Linked DNA regions of Callithrix jacchus: region 1 is linked to region 2. The links are chromatin contacts, called in public Hi-C maps. All regions are on one chromosome and are shown on one strand. Each heading gives the region's core, a stretch centred on a gene start, on an enhancer-like site or on the middle of the called end of the contact. The rest is flanking DNA. Distances are from core to core; before and after follow the strand shown. Region 1 overlaps FAM13A (family with sequence similarity 13 member A). Region 2 overlaps FAM13A (family with sequence similarity 13 member A).

What was found. A called contact is a pair of places that touch in the nucleus more often than the background predicts.
Region 1: a contact with region 2 is called in a Hi-C map of skeletal muscle, with 9 times the contacts expected there. The contact joins two enhancer-like sites. A contact is called at or near these places in 3 of 3 Hi-C or Micro-C datasets (induced pluripotent stem cells and skeletal muscle).

The regions. Positions count from the first base shown.
Region 1 is chr3:108,842,459-108,847,834 of calJac240_pri, forward strand. All of the region lies in intron 6 of FAM13A (family with sequence similarity 13 member A), which reads left to right. Among named protein-coding and RNA genes, the nearest start is that of NAP1L5, 130 kb to the right of the region's middle. Within about 2 kb of position 3,888, at least 2 of the 16 cell types and tissues checked have an H3K27ac peak or open chromatin away from gene starts, as enhancers often do. A contact at or near this core is called in skeletal muscle, where this site is marked.
Region 2 is chr3:108,612,102-108,617,207 of calJac240_pri, forward strand. The region is part of intron 2 of FAM13A (family with sequence similarity 13 member A); the gene reads left to right. It also overlaps the pseudogene LOC118152579. Among named protein-coding and RNA genes, the nearest start is that of TIGD2, 97 kb to the left of the region's middle. Within about 2 kb of position 1,585, at least 1 of the 16 cell types and tissues checked has an H3K27ac peak or open chromatin away from gene starts, as enhancers often do. A contact at or near this core is called in skeletal muscle, where this site is marked.

The sequences.
Region 1 (5,376 bases), core at 2,638-5,137, 230 kb after region 2:
ATTTTCCATCACCAAGTGCATCATAATATGTGAGAATAAATGTTAAGGATAACATTTCCTCTTCAGTATTCCAGACAGATTTATTACACAAATAGCATTTTTGAAAACTGGTAAGAATGAGCGCAAGACTGTTTTTGTTCCTTCATAATTATAACATAGATTGTGGGGCTGGGGGAAGCTAAGGAGTTATACCAAAGCAGAGAAAGGTAAATTTAAACAAAGGAGCTTATGAAAAAGAACACTGTTGGTGAACTAAGAAGTGAAGAACATAGACATGGAGAGAGGGCCTGAGAGCTGCCCAAGGTCACATTTTAGGATTTTAAAAATTACTTTTGCTAATCAGATTGTCCCATTTCAACTTCAACTGCTTTACATGCAGTGGCATTTGATTCCATAGAAATGCTTCATTTAGGAAGACTATAGAGGATTTTATTAGAAAAAAATACTTAAAAATCAAATAGTGAATCTGGTTTATTTAAAGATTGAAGAAAACACTAGACTAATTTTATTTTTAAAAACAATGCCACAATTATTTCACTGAATATGTTTCACAATGAAGAATAAGGTTTAAAATATTGTTTATTTGCAAAATGGTTTCTACAGACACTTACAGTGAGATGAAACAGTATACTCATTTTTCCTTCACTGTACTGCCGAGGACACTATAATGGGATCCTGATAAGGGTATCCAAAGAATTCCTATGTTAAAAATGAATAATCCAAGGGAGCAGAAAGGGGTTTACAAATATATACAAAATTTTTCTACATGAACTCAATGAAAATGTCCACATGCTTCAAGCTAGCAAGAGACTAAAACTAACATACACTTTCTGGAGTCTTGATTTGGTTTCCGCCTTTAAAGTTGAAGACTGTTTTTCCCCCTTATAATACATCAGTTCTTAAGGGTTTTAAGCAAATTGCATTCTAGGTAAGAGTATTGGCTACTGGAATATCTGTAATCGCCACTTGATGCTATAATAACTGTTAAGCAGAAAATAGATCTTTGTGCTGCTGAAACATTGTTTAGGCAGTCAAACCAGTTACAGCTAAAATAAAACTATCATTATTTTCTGGGAAATTATTTCATATTTTTAATCATGATTAATGAACTTAGTAGGAATAAATCAAGGAATAATTTGAATTTTCATTCAAGAATGTTGAGTTGCTACTTTTGTTTCTTTGTATTACCTTTCTGAAGACCACTGTTGCATTCATTCAATGCTGCAATGTTTTCGCAGCTCTTAGACTTTAATTTGACTGATTTCCCTGAAATCTTTACTGCCAGCCTGTACATACCTTTGCTTATAAACCTCCTGAAGGTAAGGACCAGGTTTGTGTGGTTCTCTTTGTTAAGAGTGCGTTGCGAATTTAAGCATTTATGTGGAAAACTTCCCCGCCCCTGTGTGTAATTGTTTCTTCAGATTCCAGTTTGATATCTTTGGCTGTTGATTTCTGTGACTCTCATGGTAATGATGACTGTTACTGATTCTCCCCACCATTATGGTCCTGAAGCAGGAAGGCTCCAGAGCCTTAGCAGTATTCTTGGAATGAGTGCTTTGTTCTGTTCTGTTTAAGAGCACCAAGGGATACAAACTACATTGAAAGTGAATGAGTAAAAGAAGAGCTTTAAATAGCAGTTAAAGAAATTCATGCTCACTATTTGTGTTTAGCAGAGAGTTCAGTGCTTCTCATACTTTGAGTGCATGAGAATTATCTAAGGAACTTATTTTTAAAATCAAATTCTTCCCATTGCCCTCCTTCCCTAGACTCACTGCATCCAAATCTGGAAGTAGCAGGGAGAGTATCTGTATTTTAACAAGCTTCCTAAGTCTGATGCAGATGGTCTACCCGTAGAGAAACACTGATCTAAATTCTAGTTAATGATTATAGTGCATATAAAGCTAGTGACAGCTGGCATATATAGGAATCTAGTATTATACTACTCAGCATCTCCAAATAGCATATTTAGTATCTGACCTTATGTGAGGATTTTTTTTCATAAATGATGCTTTCATTTCCTAAATTGTCACTTTCACCTATAAAAAACATACTTAGAGTGTTGTTTAATATTTTCTCTTTGATTGAACACTAACTACTCTGTACTGCCAGTGATCCTAAGGTAATTAAGACATAGCTCTGCTCCAAAGAGATCACATGCCAGTTAGGATGCAAACACATTACCAGACAATTACAGTACCATGTGGTAAATTCAGTAATACACAGTATGATTAGCATAATACTAATAGAGATGTGCCTAGATGGGTAACATTATCCTGTGTTTTATTAAACCTCATGTAAGAGTGTGATCTTATTAGTGGCATGTTTGTACCCTAATGTCTACTCAACTTACAGTTTTCATAAATGCATCTTTAGCCTTTCTTAGCATATTGTGAGAGTGTGTAGAAGATATATTGTTACTGCTAATTTGTAGCCAAGATGAGAATAACAGATAAGGTTAAAAACTAAAAATGAAATAAAATGTGTCTTGCTATCTGTTTATTACTGAATGTTATTGGCAGAGTTTCCAGGATGGAGTTGGCTGTTTAGAAATTCGTGATCTTTAGAAAAAACATGGCAGAGGCTGAACGTTTAAATTTTGACCTTCTGTAAAGTCCTCAGTTCTTAGCGATTCACTACAAATGGCTTAAAAACAGGATCTTATTAACTATCTCTATTGAGATAATTAAACAGTCCCAGTTGTTTTTTAAAATACTAAAATATTTATATACCACTTATAGTTAATAATAAAATTCAACATATTATATCCACTTATATAGATATTCTTGCAATCTGAAAAGGTTCCTTGAGAAAAATAAAATAGTAACAGAAATAAAGGGAGAAACTATATTAAACTAAGAATTGAAATGTAAGTTTTCTCAGGTGACTAAATTAACCTTCTGTCACTAATGAGATAATATGTTATCAGATCTCAGACTTAGTTTGTACCACACACTCTTTGTAGGATTTGTATTTCATTGAGTTTTCTTCCCCTTAGATATTGTGAGTCTATAGGTAAGGATCTCTATTTTATGTATAGAAAGACTCAAGCAGTCTAAGATACAAAATTTTTAACTCAGTCATATCTATGACAAAACTCTCAACTTTCATAGCAGTATTTTGATTTGCTAGACTAACTTTTCAGTAAACTAACTTTATTTATATCCACAAGGGAAAATGATGGCGGATGAAGTTAGGAACCTGTGAGTGCTAATGATTGATGTTGACTCCTTTGATTTCAGTGCATTGGCATCTGCTTTCATGTGTTGGCATCCTGTTCTTTCTTGGGTTTGTCTACCAAAGTGAGAAACTGAAATCAATAATGCCTATGTAATTATTATTTTTTTCATGTAGCAAATAATGACATCCAGTGTATATTATCTAATATTTGTTTTATGATGGTGAAACACATCATAATTCCAAATTGTGTGGCTCTTCTTCCAAAAAGACTTAAGGAAGAGGATTAATAAACATGTATTAGTGGCCCAACATCAAAAAGTTTTACTGAAACTTATCAACAGAATTCATGAGCTCTTCCTAAGCATTGGTCTTTAGAATATCCTTTTGCCAGTGTAAACGTCGATAACATGGGAATGATATGGAAGTTCACCAGGGAAGAACCCAGGTAATCTTGGGCCGGCTTGTGAGTTTCTGTGTGGTGTTAGAGAGCCCTCTGCTGCTTGTGGACATGACACCTTTCAGTTAATTTATCTAGAAGTCTCTGTTTTTCCTAACTTGTTGGCACTCCTGGCACTGCTCCCTGCCTCCACAAACACAGTCTAGGAGGGAGTTAAAAGCTGCCTCACTTCAAATGTGGGTCAATGCCTTTGAGTTGTGTGTCTGAATTTATTCTTCATCACCAAAGTGGCCTATATTTGGTAGTAACAAGACGTCACTGAGAACAAGTAAGATCTCTGTGGGCTCTACTCTCACATGATGGTTCAATTGCCCATGCAGCCTACATATTTGCTGATTACTCCAAATAAAGAACATAACATGAACTAAGGTGAGGATACTTTCAAATTTTAAGATCATCCTGTCTAAATCACTAAAAAAGTGAAGGTGTTAGCTTCCATGTATGGAAATTGCTTTTTAAAATTAAGGTGCCTAAGTAAAGAAGTAAGAATAATGGAGGGGGGAGTTTAAGACATATGTTTTATAATACCTTTAGGGACCAAACTCAGGGAAATATGGTATCTTCTCATCAAATCTAAGAATAAAACTCGGGGAACCTGGGTGCGGTGGCTCACACCTATAATCCTAGTGCTTTGGTAAGCAGAGGCAGGAGGATAGCTGGAAACCAGGAGTTGGAGACCAGCCTGGGCAACACAGTGAGACTCTGTCTCTACAAATTTTTTTTTAAATTAGCTGTGCATGGTGGCATATACCTGTAGTCCTACCTACAAGCTGAGGTGGGAGGATCACTTGAGTCCAGGAGTTTGAGGATGCAGGAAGCTATGAGCATGCCACTGCACTCCAGCCTAGATGACAGAATAAGACCCTGTGGCCCTCCTCCCAAAAAAAGACTTCAGAAGACTTGAACTTACTAGAAATAAACTAAAGAATTGAACTGCTTTACTCAGATCATATTAAATGAATGGAACTGAAAAGCTAAAGAAAAAATTAAGCATTTAGAAAAAAAGATAACCTAGTAGATATCATTATTTTGCAATCAGCAGAATGATTATAAAAAGAAACTGATTTTGCTGTCTGGGTTAAAATAACTCTTGAAACTAAAATTAGAAATTAAATTCTGGCCAGAGTAGACCATTGATACACTGGGTTTTATTTTTATAAGTGACTTTCCTTTATTTTCAACTCCTTGATTTGACAGAAACACAAGAGCCTGCCTGTTTCTCCAATGTCAGCTTTCTGTCAGGTCACTGCTGCATCCCCAGTGCTGAATTCCCTCAATTGCCGCACCTGCCGAGTTATTAATTCTCCCAGGCTTTCAATCTCTCTCTCTCTCCCTCCCTCTCTCCCTCTCTCTCTCTGTCTCTCTCTCTCTCTCTCTCTCTCTCTCTCTCTCTCTCTCTCTCTCTTTCTCTCTCAAAGAGTTCTTCTCCCGTCCATTATCTTTCTCCCCACAATGCCTATATGACCCTCAAAATTCACTCCCTGTGTGACTTATTTAACAGAACCTCACCTAATCTGCCAGACTGCATAGTGCTTCTGAGTGGAAGGGCTGAAGATCTGACTTCACACTTAGATTGGAATCTCAGCCGTGACTGCCTCTATGGCCTTCAGCCTGTTAATTAACCTTTCTAAAACTTGTTATTCTTATCTGAAAAATCTGGTTAGTAATTCCTTCCTCCATGATGTCTTTGAGGATTGAATGAGATAATGCCCATAAACTCTTAGCACAACACCTGGCTTTTT
Region 2 (5,106 bases), core at 335-2,834:
TAAGACAGAAAGACCTATATCAAGCCCTTTAAAGAGATTATGGATATTTCCATTAAAAATTGTATACATTACAACTTGTAAAGCATATAGTCTTTAAACTGTTAAAATAACTAATCTTGCTGGCAGTGTTAATGGCTTGCTTCTCTTAGTTTAGCAAGAAGATATTCTGGGTTATGTCGTTTTAACCCATGGTGTAGAGTCTCAAGCCACCACCAGGTGTCAGAATGTGTCTACATATTGTCATACTAACCGTCGGCCAAAGTGTGCTGTTAGGCAAATTGTGATTTCTGGCATATTCTGTTTCTAATGATTATAGTCATACTATTTTGAAAGAAATATTTCAGTTGCACAGAAAAGTATCTTTCAGTGATGTAGACATTAACTTACATAATTTTTTCTTCATTGCTAAACCACTATTAAGTTGCTGTTTTGTGACAATTAGCACATAGCTCCGAAAATCAAATAAAATAGGATCTCTGGAATGTATGAGAGTAACTCTGCTTCATGAGGTCATCCAAATATCTCCTTTTCCTGAATATTTGTTATAGTCATAACTTTCTAAAATTTTGCAGTAGAAAAATTTAAGGTTATATGGTCTGGTAAGTCTCGTGTGTGTTGGATATATTTATAGCCTCATAAGAGGCTCTAAAAAACTACATGGATTCTTCTCTCAGAATGTGATATATTCATGTCCAGGATTGTAAACTTTCCCTAGTTGAACATCACTAATTATCATAAGAGTTAAGGGTCGGAGATATTCCTGAGGGAAAAGAGTTGTTCAGATAAATGGGACAGAGACACGAAAATATTATTGAGGAACATTAAATTCAGTCCTTTCCATTTGTACATTTTGTATCTGCTAGTTTGGTCCAGTAGGATCAGGAGGCTTGAGGACCACAGACAGTTCTTGGAGCTGGGTAGTTTTTTTGAAATTGCTGGAAGTATATTTATTTGGGGGAAGGTTCAGAAATCCTTGTTGGAAAAGTAAGGTCAAAGCTAAAAAAAGCCGTCATGTGAAATCATATCCAAGGGGCATTTGCTAGGCCAAAAACAGAAGGCAAGGTTAAGTTAATCAGCTGGGTAAATATAGGAACAGGAAATAAAACTAAATTTTCAGGATTTCAGCTTTGACCAGGGATGGAATGCCTTTCTGTTGGATGTTAGCTGCTTGATTGTTGGATAAGTTTCTGAAGTTAAAGATAAACTTTTGTGTAGTAGAAGAGACAGAGCTTGAAAGCTTTAAATGACTAAGCTGACATCTCCCAATAGAACCTAATATTCCACAAAATTTAAGGGAAAAGTATATCATATTCATTATCCATTTGCTGCATAACAAATTCCCCCAAAACATAGTAGATTAAACCAATAATATTTATCGTTATCTCACAGTTTCTGTGGGTCAGGAATCCAGACACATCTTAGTTGTGTCCTCCGTCTGACCCAAGGCTTCACTCATATCAGGACTCAAGAGGGGAAAAATTCCCTCCCAAGCTCTTCATGTGGTTGTTGGTAGGATTCTATTACCTGTGAGCTGTTGACCTGAGGGGCTCAGTTATTCCCTGGTCATTGGCCAGAGACCACCTTTAGTTCTTTGCCCATGGTCAGTAGCTAACAAAGTACACAGTTGGCTGCTTCATCAGAGTGAAAGAGAGGAGAGAGGAAAGAGAGCAGGAGCAGGAGCGGGGTGATAGATTGTCAGTCTTTTATAACTTCATCTCAGATGCAACATGACATCACATTTGCTGTATTCTGTTGTTAGAAGCAAGTCACTATGTCCAGCCCACACTCAAGTAGTGGGGATTACAGTGGGTGTGGTACCAAGAGGTGTGGGGATCATAAGAACTATTTTAGAAGCTGTTACACAAACCAGCTGGTATCTCTTCCATTTAGGTGTGCCCTGGTAATAGTCATTGTTAAATACTTTTAATATCATCCCTAGTGTCACAGTTTTTGTCAGAATTGGAGCTAAAATTCATATCAACTTTTGACATTGATTTTCTTCACAGTCAAATAATATGTAAAAGTGGAAGAACATAAACATCTTACCAGACTTCAAAGTCCATGAGGGTAATGATAGTGTTTGAATTTTTTTCTCATGATTGATTTTTTTATTACTAACAATGTCTGGTGCTTATTACATGTTTGTTGAATTAAAGAGCTCATAACGTATTTTATCAGATTATCAAATAAAATGTATTTAGCTTCCTCTTTTGCTTTAAAAAGAGCAATACAATTACCAGGTGAGGGAAAGAAGCAAAGGCTGATATAAATAAGCACCTCCTCTCTAAAAACTTCTCATAGGCTTCAATGCTTATGTCATTGCAAACATTCACCATTAGACTCTCAAGAATGTCAAGTTAAATCCTGGCCTGCTCTTTCTTAGAAAGATTGTTTCTGACACTTTCAAAGTCCTCTGCTGCCTGAAACACCTGCTTACATGCTATGCAGCATACTGAGCTGGAAATCATTATCTTCTGCCTAAACCAGCTACTCTCCTATCCCTGCCCCCTAACTTTATCTTTTACAGTGTTTTTTTCTTTATTCTGACTTTTCAAAACATTAAGATTACCTTTCAACCTTTTCCCTCTCCCTTTTGAACCAAGTTGCCAAATCATCTTTCTTTACTTCTTTTCCCCCATAAACTTAGTTTACTACCTTAACATAAGGCAAGGGTTTCCATAAGGCAAGCCCTCTTCATACTCTGCTTCTTAGCTACCTAGATCTTCCTAAAACCCAATTGTATTTTGTCTTTTTCCTCACTTAATGCTCCAGTGATAAAGCCTTCACTCTTTAACTTGTCGTAGACCCTTTCCTGTTTCTCCATTTTATTACCCCATCATTCTTTGACCAGACACCCCACATTTTCCTTTGCCTACCTACTTTTCTTTATGCTATCCTGTCTCTGCTTCTCAATTCATATTTTTGTTTCTCTTTGTCAGGGGTAGATCAAGGTTTTGTGGGTCTAGATGCTTAATGTTTTTGAGACTTCTTTAAGAAAAAAAAAAAACATGATACTAAGAATACAGGATTAGGGACATAGCTTGTAAAGGGCCCAAGAAAATGAGGGGCCCTGAAGCTCAAGCTTCATTGGATTCACAGCACAACAGCTCCAGCCCCTCTGTATTGCTTTAGCCAGAGGGTAAGCTGACCTCCTCCAGGAGGCTTCTCTGATAACCTCCCCGGACACTGATATCCCCCATCAACTGACTGAAGACAAGGATCTTGTCTTATACCACTTTAGACCTAGAGTCTTATATTTTGAATTTAGTGAGTACTGAAAAACTATCACTTATTTCTTAAACTATTACCCAGGTAATCACAGAGTTTAGAAGTTTCTTAAATACATGTCATTTAAAAAGTATTTGTTCATGAAATGTTAAGCTGCTATTAGTACCCTGAGTAAGTTTTTGTTATGCACTGTATTAAACATAAGACCTGGCACCATAAAAACCCTAGAAGAAAATCTAGGCAAAATCATTCAGGACATAGGAGTAGGCAAGGACTTCATGACCAAAACACCAAAAGTATTGGCAACAAAAGCTAAAATAGACAAATGGGACCTAATCAAACTCCACAGCTTCTGCACGGCAAAAGAAACAGTCACTAGAGTGAATCAGCAACCAACAGAATGGGAAAAAGTTTTTGCAGTTTACCCATCTGACAAAGGGCTGATATCCAGAATTTACAAAGAACTCAAACAGATTTACAAGAAAAAAACAAACAAGCCCATTCAAAAATGGGCAAAGGATATGAACAGACACTTTACAAAAGAAGACATACATGAGGCCAACAAACATATGAAAAAATGCTAATAATCATCGCTGGTCATCAGAGAAATGCAAATCAAAACTACATTGAGATACCATCTCACACCAGTTAGAATGGCGATCATTAAAAAAATATGGAGACAACAGATGCTGTAGAGGATGTGGAGAAATAGGAACACTTTTACACTGCTGGTGGGAGTGTAAATTAGTTCAACCATCATGGAAGACAGTGTGGCGCTTCCTCAAAGACCTAGAAATAGAAATTCCATTTGACCCAGCAATCCCATTATTGGGTATATATCCAAAGGACTATAAATCGTTCTACTATAAGGACACATGCACACGAATGTTCATTGCAGCACTGTTTACAATAGCAAAGACCTGGAACCAACCCAAATGCCCATTGATGATAGACTGGACTGGGAAAATGTGGCACATATACACCATGGAATATTATGCAGCAATCAAAAATGATGAGTTCATGTCATTTGTAGGGACATGGATGAATCTGGAGAACATCATTCTCAGCAAACTGACACAAGAACAAAAAATGAAATACTGCATATTCTCACTCATAGGTGGGTGATGAACAATGAGAACACATGGACACAGGGAGGGGAGCACTACACACTGGGGTCTATTGGGGGGAATAGGAGAGGGACAGTGGGGGGGGAGCTGGGGAGGGATAGCATGGGGAGAAATGCCAGATGTGGGTGGGTGAAGGGGAGGAAGACAGCAAATCACACTGTCACATGTGTACCTATGCAACTATCTTGCATGTTCTTCACATGTACCCCAAAACCTAAAATGCAATTTAAAAAAATAAAATAAAATAAAAAATAAATTATAAACCAGCACAATTCACATCTGCAAAAACAGTATTTCATTACATTTCCTTTTCATAAAAGGAAAAGCCAATGCATTGGACTTCATCAAAATTTAAGAACCTGTTCTGAAAAGACAAGCCACGGATGAAGAGAACATATTACAGAATACGTATTCGACGACATACTTGCAAACAGAACCTCTGAAGAACTCGCAAAACATATGAACCAATAGGAAAAAATGGGCCAAAGATTTGAACACTGCACCAAAGATTATGTATAAGGATGGCAAATACACACATGAAACGACGCGCAACATTATTAGTCATTAGGAAAATGCAAATGAAAACGACAATGAGATATCTACATGTCTATTAAAATTGCTAAAATCTAGAAGATTGACCATGCCAAATGCGGATGAACTGGAAGTCTCATACCCTGCTAGCAGGAATGTAAAATTATACAACCACTGTGGAAACAGTAGTTAAGAGCTCTTTTAGAATTTGTCTAGAAGG